Regions from separate parts of the Rattus norvegicus genome. Here region 1 is linked to region 2. A link is a contact called in public Hi-C data. All regions are on one chromosome and are shown on one strand. Each heading gives the region's core, a stretch centred on a gene start, on an enhancer-like site or on the middle of the called end of the contact. The rest is flanking DNA. Distances are from core to core; before and after follow the strand shown. Region 1 holds the start of Cxcl6 (C-X-C motif chemokine ligand 6). Region 2 holds the start of Mthfd2l (methylenetetrahydrofolate dehydrogenase (NADP+ dependent) 2-like).

What was found. Hi-C and Micro-C count contacts between places; a contact is called where the count stands out from the background.
Region 1: a contact with region 2 is called in a Hi-C map of kidney, with 2.5 times the contacts expected there. The contact joins the promoter of Cxcl6 here to the promoter of Mthfd2l in region 2. A contact is called at or near these places in 3 of 12 Hi-C or Micro-C datasets (the A7r5 cell line and kidney).

What each region holds. Positions count from the first base shown.
Region 1 is chr14:17,594,993-17,597,692 of GRCr8, forward strand. Cxcl6 (C-X-C motif chemokine ligand 6) reads right to left here and starts at 1,425. Exons shown (of 4, transcript NM_022214.2): 1 at 1,230-1,425; 2 at 967-1,102; 3 at 764-850; 4 at 1-486. The coding sequence starts at 1,338. The coding sequence ends at 426.
Region 2 is chr14:17,452,858-17,455,557 of GRCr8, forward strand. It overlaps Mthfd2l (methylenetetrahydrofolate dehydrogenase (NADP+ dependent) 2-like), which reads right to left and starts at 1,363. Exons shown (of 8, transcript NM_001107211.2): 1 at 1,151-1,363. The coding sequence starts at 1,266.

The sequences.
Region 1 (2,700 bases), core at 175-2,674, 140 kb after region 2:
GAAGATGAGGGTGTCCCTATCAACAGCTTCTAAGTGAATGTCACTGGTCTGTTAAAGCCACAGCATTCACATGAACATTACAAAGGCACTACAAATTACATGCACACACACACACACACACACACACACACACATTTTCTGAAGACACAATGCAATAGTCACCTTCAATTCAAGACATTTTGAAAGGTTAACCATCAATGATTCTTGACTTACACACTAAAATACCACAGTTTCCAATAGTATAATAGATAGGAAAGACTAGGAAACATTTTGCTAAAATACACTCCTAAAATGAGCAGGAAGCTTCAGGGACAGTGACTTCTCTTTCCTCTTCAAAGCAGGGAGTTCATAAAGAAAAACCGCAGGTGGGGAGAACCAGCCCTTCTTTCTTGCCTTCCCTGGGTACAGAGTCCTCAGAAATCTTTCTATTGAGTACTGGCTGATCTGACCAGTGCAAGTGCATTCCGCTTTGTTTTCTTATTTTCACTGTTGAGGAAAGAATTGTATCAGTTACTAAAATTCTTCAGTTTAGCCAAACAGAGAGAGAGAGAGAGAGAGAGAGAGAGAGAGAGAGAGAGAGAGAGAGTAGTTCTGGGTTATTCTGGGTTATTGCAACATCCCAGAACAACAACTTTCCATTCTGAATCCTTTTGTTCTAAGCCCAGTTTAGAATGTGGTTCCAGAACACCAACTCATACACGGAGAATAACGACCTTGCCCGCTGCAGAGACCAAGAAACCTCAGAGACCAAGATAGCAAGTACCTGCCCAATATTTTCTGAATGACTTTCTTTATCAACGGAGCTTCTGGGTCAAGACAAACATTATCCTTCTGGTTCTTCAACTTAGCTCTGCGGAGGGGGAAAAAAAAGAGGACACACAGGTGAGCCAGGGTGACTAAAGACCACGGGGTAGAAGGACTTCCATTTCCCAAGATCACCCGCACCCAGAGCAAATCACAACTCACATGACTTCCACCTTGGGGCAATGTGGACCTGCAGGGATCACCTCCAAATTAGCGATCATTTTGGGGTTAATTCTTGGAGCTAAGGTTAAGCAAACACAGCGTAGCTCCGTTGCAACCATGGCCGAGAAAGGAGCAGCTGCGGAGGAGACAAGATTATAGGACGGTGCTGGGAGAGCCCTTTCCCCGCTCCTGGGACCAGCTGACTGCGATGGCCCGCTGGGGTGTGTCGGGCACCCTGCTCCACGCAGGTGCTGCGCCCTCACCTTGAGCTCGATGCTGTGGCAGTGTGAACAGCAGCAGAAATGCCAGCAGGGTGAATGACGAGCAGGACCGGCTAGGGATGCGGGCGGAGCTGCGGAGCTGGAAGCTCATTGTGGACAGGATCCGGGGACCAGGAAGCACCGGTTCGGGATATGCTGGAGGAGGTGTGGAGATTGGGGCTCTATAGAGCACTGTGGTGTTCTCCAGCCCGCGGCACCCCTTTTATCTGCGCTCTTCTCTTCCTTCGGCCAGGAAACTGGAGCTTGAAGATGCTGGGGAAATTCCCGGGCCTTGGAGTTAGGGGGTTGGGGTGGGCTCAGAGGGGCTGAACAATGGGATAATGGGATTGGGGCGGGAGGATGGCTAGCAGGGGTGGCCCTTTGCCAAATCAGAGAATGCTGGAGTCCTGCCCCAGGAGCAGAAGGCTGCTGCTCCTCCGAGTCAGAGTAAGACTTCTCCCTCTCCTGTGTCAGGGCTAGATAGGATTGCATACCAAGGAGGACAGAGCTCTGAGGATACCCTTTTTTTCCTTCCAGTGGAAAGACTGGAGCCAAGGGAAGGAGTTTTGACGTTAGAAAACCTTCCACAGGTCTTTAACTGTTATTGCTACAAACACTGGTGTTGGCACCTGGGAGATGGCTCCGCAGTTAAGAGAAATGGTCGCTGTTGCAGAGGACTAGGGTTTGCGCCCCCACCCCTAGCCCGTACCACATTGCTGCTCACAAGCTCCTCTCTCTGGCTCCAGTTCCAGAGGATCCCACATCATCTTTTGGCTTCCTTGGGGGCATCTGCATCTACTTGGCACACGTACGGATAAGCAGACATACACACATCCTCATAAATAAAATGCATTTGAAACGCGTGTTGAAAAAGTGAAGACTGTTTTTATTCAGGAAATGTGATCCCTGACTACAACCAAGCAACAACAACAAAAAACAATCTTGCCCTCTCCTTGGATGTGGGTTATTTGATGGCTCTTGGGACTCTGACAGCTTTAAAAGCCAATACACTGTGAGAGTGCTTTTATTTCCACTTAAACCAGCGGCAGGAATGGCCTTCAAAATAAAAGCTGCTTACTGGAAGCCCAGGGCTTGTAATTGTATGGCTTAATAAATAACTTCACAGTCGACCCAGCAGATTGCTTCGGGAGGAAGATAAATACTTGGCACCTGCGGCTCCCTTTGCTATTTAGTTAGGAGTGGTCCTGTTCTTCGTCTCAGTAAGGTGCTCGGAGAATGAAGCAGTACCAGGGGTTCCTTGCTCTACTTTCTAAGGTGGCTCCTTTGCCCGATGGGAATCTGAAAGTTTGCAGAAGCTGGAGGAGGTCCGGTGCAGCAGCTGAGGGACTCTTCTGCGGGACTTATCTGTGAGCTTGGTGCATGAGTTTGATTCAATTTGCCAGCAGGGTAGCATCCATTCTCACTCCCTCCTAGCAACTTCTTAGAGTACGGAAGGAAGGATGCTTTCCCCAGA
Region 2 (2,700 bases), core at 113-2,612:
CAGGGCTTGCCACCAGACGAAAATACGCAGGGAAATTTCCCTGCGTGGATGAATATCTATATGTTCATGGGTGTGGAGCATGCGGTTACAACTAAATATCGGGGTTGTAAGTGTTGTTTCAGTGGGCACTGGGCATGGAGCAAATGGGGGTGGGGACATTAATCAACTTGTACACTGACACCAAGATTATCTTTACTTTAGAGGGAAGCACAAAAACTTGAAAGTCCAAGGATAAGGATTTAAATAGAATACTGTTAGTAAATAATCCCTTCCATTACAGATTGCTAACAGAACCCTTCCGAATCTGTTCTTCCAAGGGAGCAGAGCATTCTAGCAATGTCAAGCGAAACAACAAATCCCAACGCTACCACAGCCCAGCAGTGTATGGCAACAGATTTCTGAACCACTATCATTGTTGCGTCTCCTCTTCTCTAGACCTAGTCACTATAAACCATTTCCGAAGTTAAAACCACAGAAAGTACCTTAAATCCAAGTGACTCGAGATTACTATCCAAATATGCATGCTGGGAAGTTCATTTAAATTAAACAGCATCTATGGGCACAGCACTAACTTTCCTTGAGGTCGCAAAGTGAATATTAAACTGACGAGCGAGTCTCCAGTCCACTAAGAAAGCAGCTAATGTACAATACTGGAAGTCCTGAAAGTTTACAAACGAGTTTTTCTGAACTCGAAGGCCCTGGGCAAGACCCTGAATTGTTGCTGTTCCATAGGTTGGGTTCTCCAGCACACAAGGGAAGATGAGGCAGAATGGCCTGTTCCTGGGCACCAAGGTCTCTTTCATTTTCCCGGCCAGCAACCAAATCCGAAGGCTGGCAAGCGCCCACCCTACAAGCTGAGAGGCCCGCACTGCAGTTTCATGAAACCATTCAGACATTCAGGGGAGGGAAAGACTTCAGCAAAGCTGGTGACAAAGGAACACAAACCGAAACGCTGGACTCCACAGCGCCTACTCCTGCTCGCACAAGAACAGCCTGAACAAAGCCCTGGGTCCGAGCGAGCTGCCCATGCCCGCCGCCCTTCGCCTGAGCTCCTTTCACTGCGGCCACCCGGGGCCTCCGCAGGCCCCGCCACCGTTCCGCGTGCTCCGCGTGCTCCGCCCCGCGCCCGTCCCCTGCCCGCAGCTCCTACCTTCGGCTGCTGCTCCCGAAGCCCCGCCACGCGCGCTCCGCTACGCCCGGGGCTCGCGCAGGCCCTCGGCCCAGGCGGCCCCGGAGCAGCGACAAGCCACGGGCCCGCGTCGCCATGCCTCGCCGTCCGCCTCCGGGGGTCCTGCGGTCAGCTCTGCGACACGTCCGGGGCCCTCAGCAGGGTTCCGGGGCGCGGGGCGGGGCGGAGCCCCGAGGAAGCGGGTGCGCCGCTGGTGGCCGCGGGGTGGCGGGCGACTCGGCTGCGACCCGCGCGCTGTAGCCAAGGAGTGCAGGGAAGGCCTCTGCGGTTCCTGCAGGCTGCACGCCCCTCTGCCCAGCTCTGGTCCCTGGTCTGGTTTCCATGGTTACGGGGAGCACAACTTGGAGCAGTAAAGTTGTTTCAAGTCTTGCTTTTGACTCCCTGTGTGACCTTAGGACGTATTGAGAAAGAGACTCAAGGAGAGGGAGAAACAAAGATGGCCTTAGGATTTCTATGACTCTGCAGCATCCTTGACACTTCCAGAAAGATACGTTGCACTCCCAGAGTTTATGGTCCCTTCAAGCAGAGGGGGTTTGCAAGGCGAAAGCAAAAATTAGAGCCAGAGATTTGCGAGTCAAATCAGCCCCAAAGCTAACAGGAAATACTACTCCCAAGGTCAAGCTGTGGCTGTGTTGTGAGGAGCATGGTTTGTTTCAGAGCTGCTGTCTGACTGGGGGAACTTGTTATGGAAAGTCCCAAATGTTAGAGATCTTGTTCTGTGAAAATCCTGTCAAAAACAGCGGTGCATCATCTGGCTGGTAGAAGGGGCGATTAAACATGGAAGAAAATCTTGGCATGGAGACATTATATAGAACACTTTATCACAATGTGTAAAAGGTTTTTAAAATTTCTGCTGTGGGAAAAAGAAATCTGTTAAGAGAATGAAAAGCCAAGGGAAAAGTTGCGGTGGGGGTGGGGTGTTTGCAAAATACTTGATGTAAACTTGTACCCCAAATATACAAAGAGACAAAACATACACCAACCTCTAGCTTTAAATGGGCTCTGGGAATCTGAACTCAGGACCCCATGTTTTCACAACAAACACTTGACTATCCACCAAATCCTGTTTCTGTTTGTACATTAAGGTTTTTAATCTCAAGCATCATTAGATATAGAGGTCATCTTTTCTCCCACATATTGTTGACTATTTTTGTCAAAAATTAGATGACTTACTTCTGGACCTTCTGTTCTATTCTCTTGATTTATAATATCTGTCTTTACACCGTTACAACACCGATTTGGTTACAACAATGACCATGCAGTAAATCCAGATATTCGAATCAATTCAGTTACAAAATGGGGAAATTGTGTTTTTCCTGTCTAGAGCAATGGTTCTCAATCTTTAGTCATGGCTGCTTTGGGAGGTTGAAAGAGCCTTTCACAGGGGTCACCTGAGACCTTCAGAAAACGCAGGTTTTACAAGCCACAGCAGCAGCAAAATCACAGTTGTGAAGTGGCAAGGAAAATAATCTTATGGCTGGGGGGGGGGGGGGGGGGCGTCACCACAACAT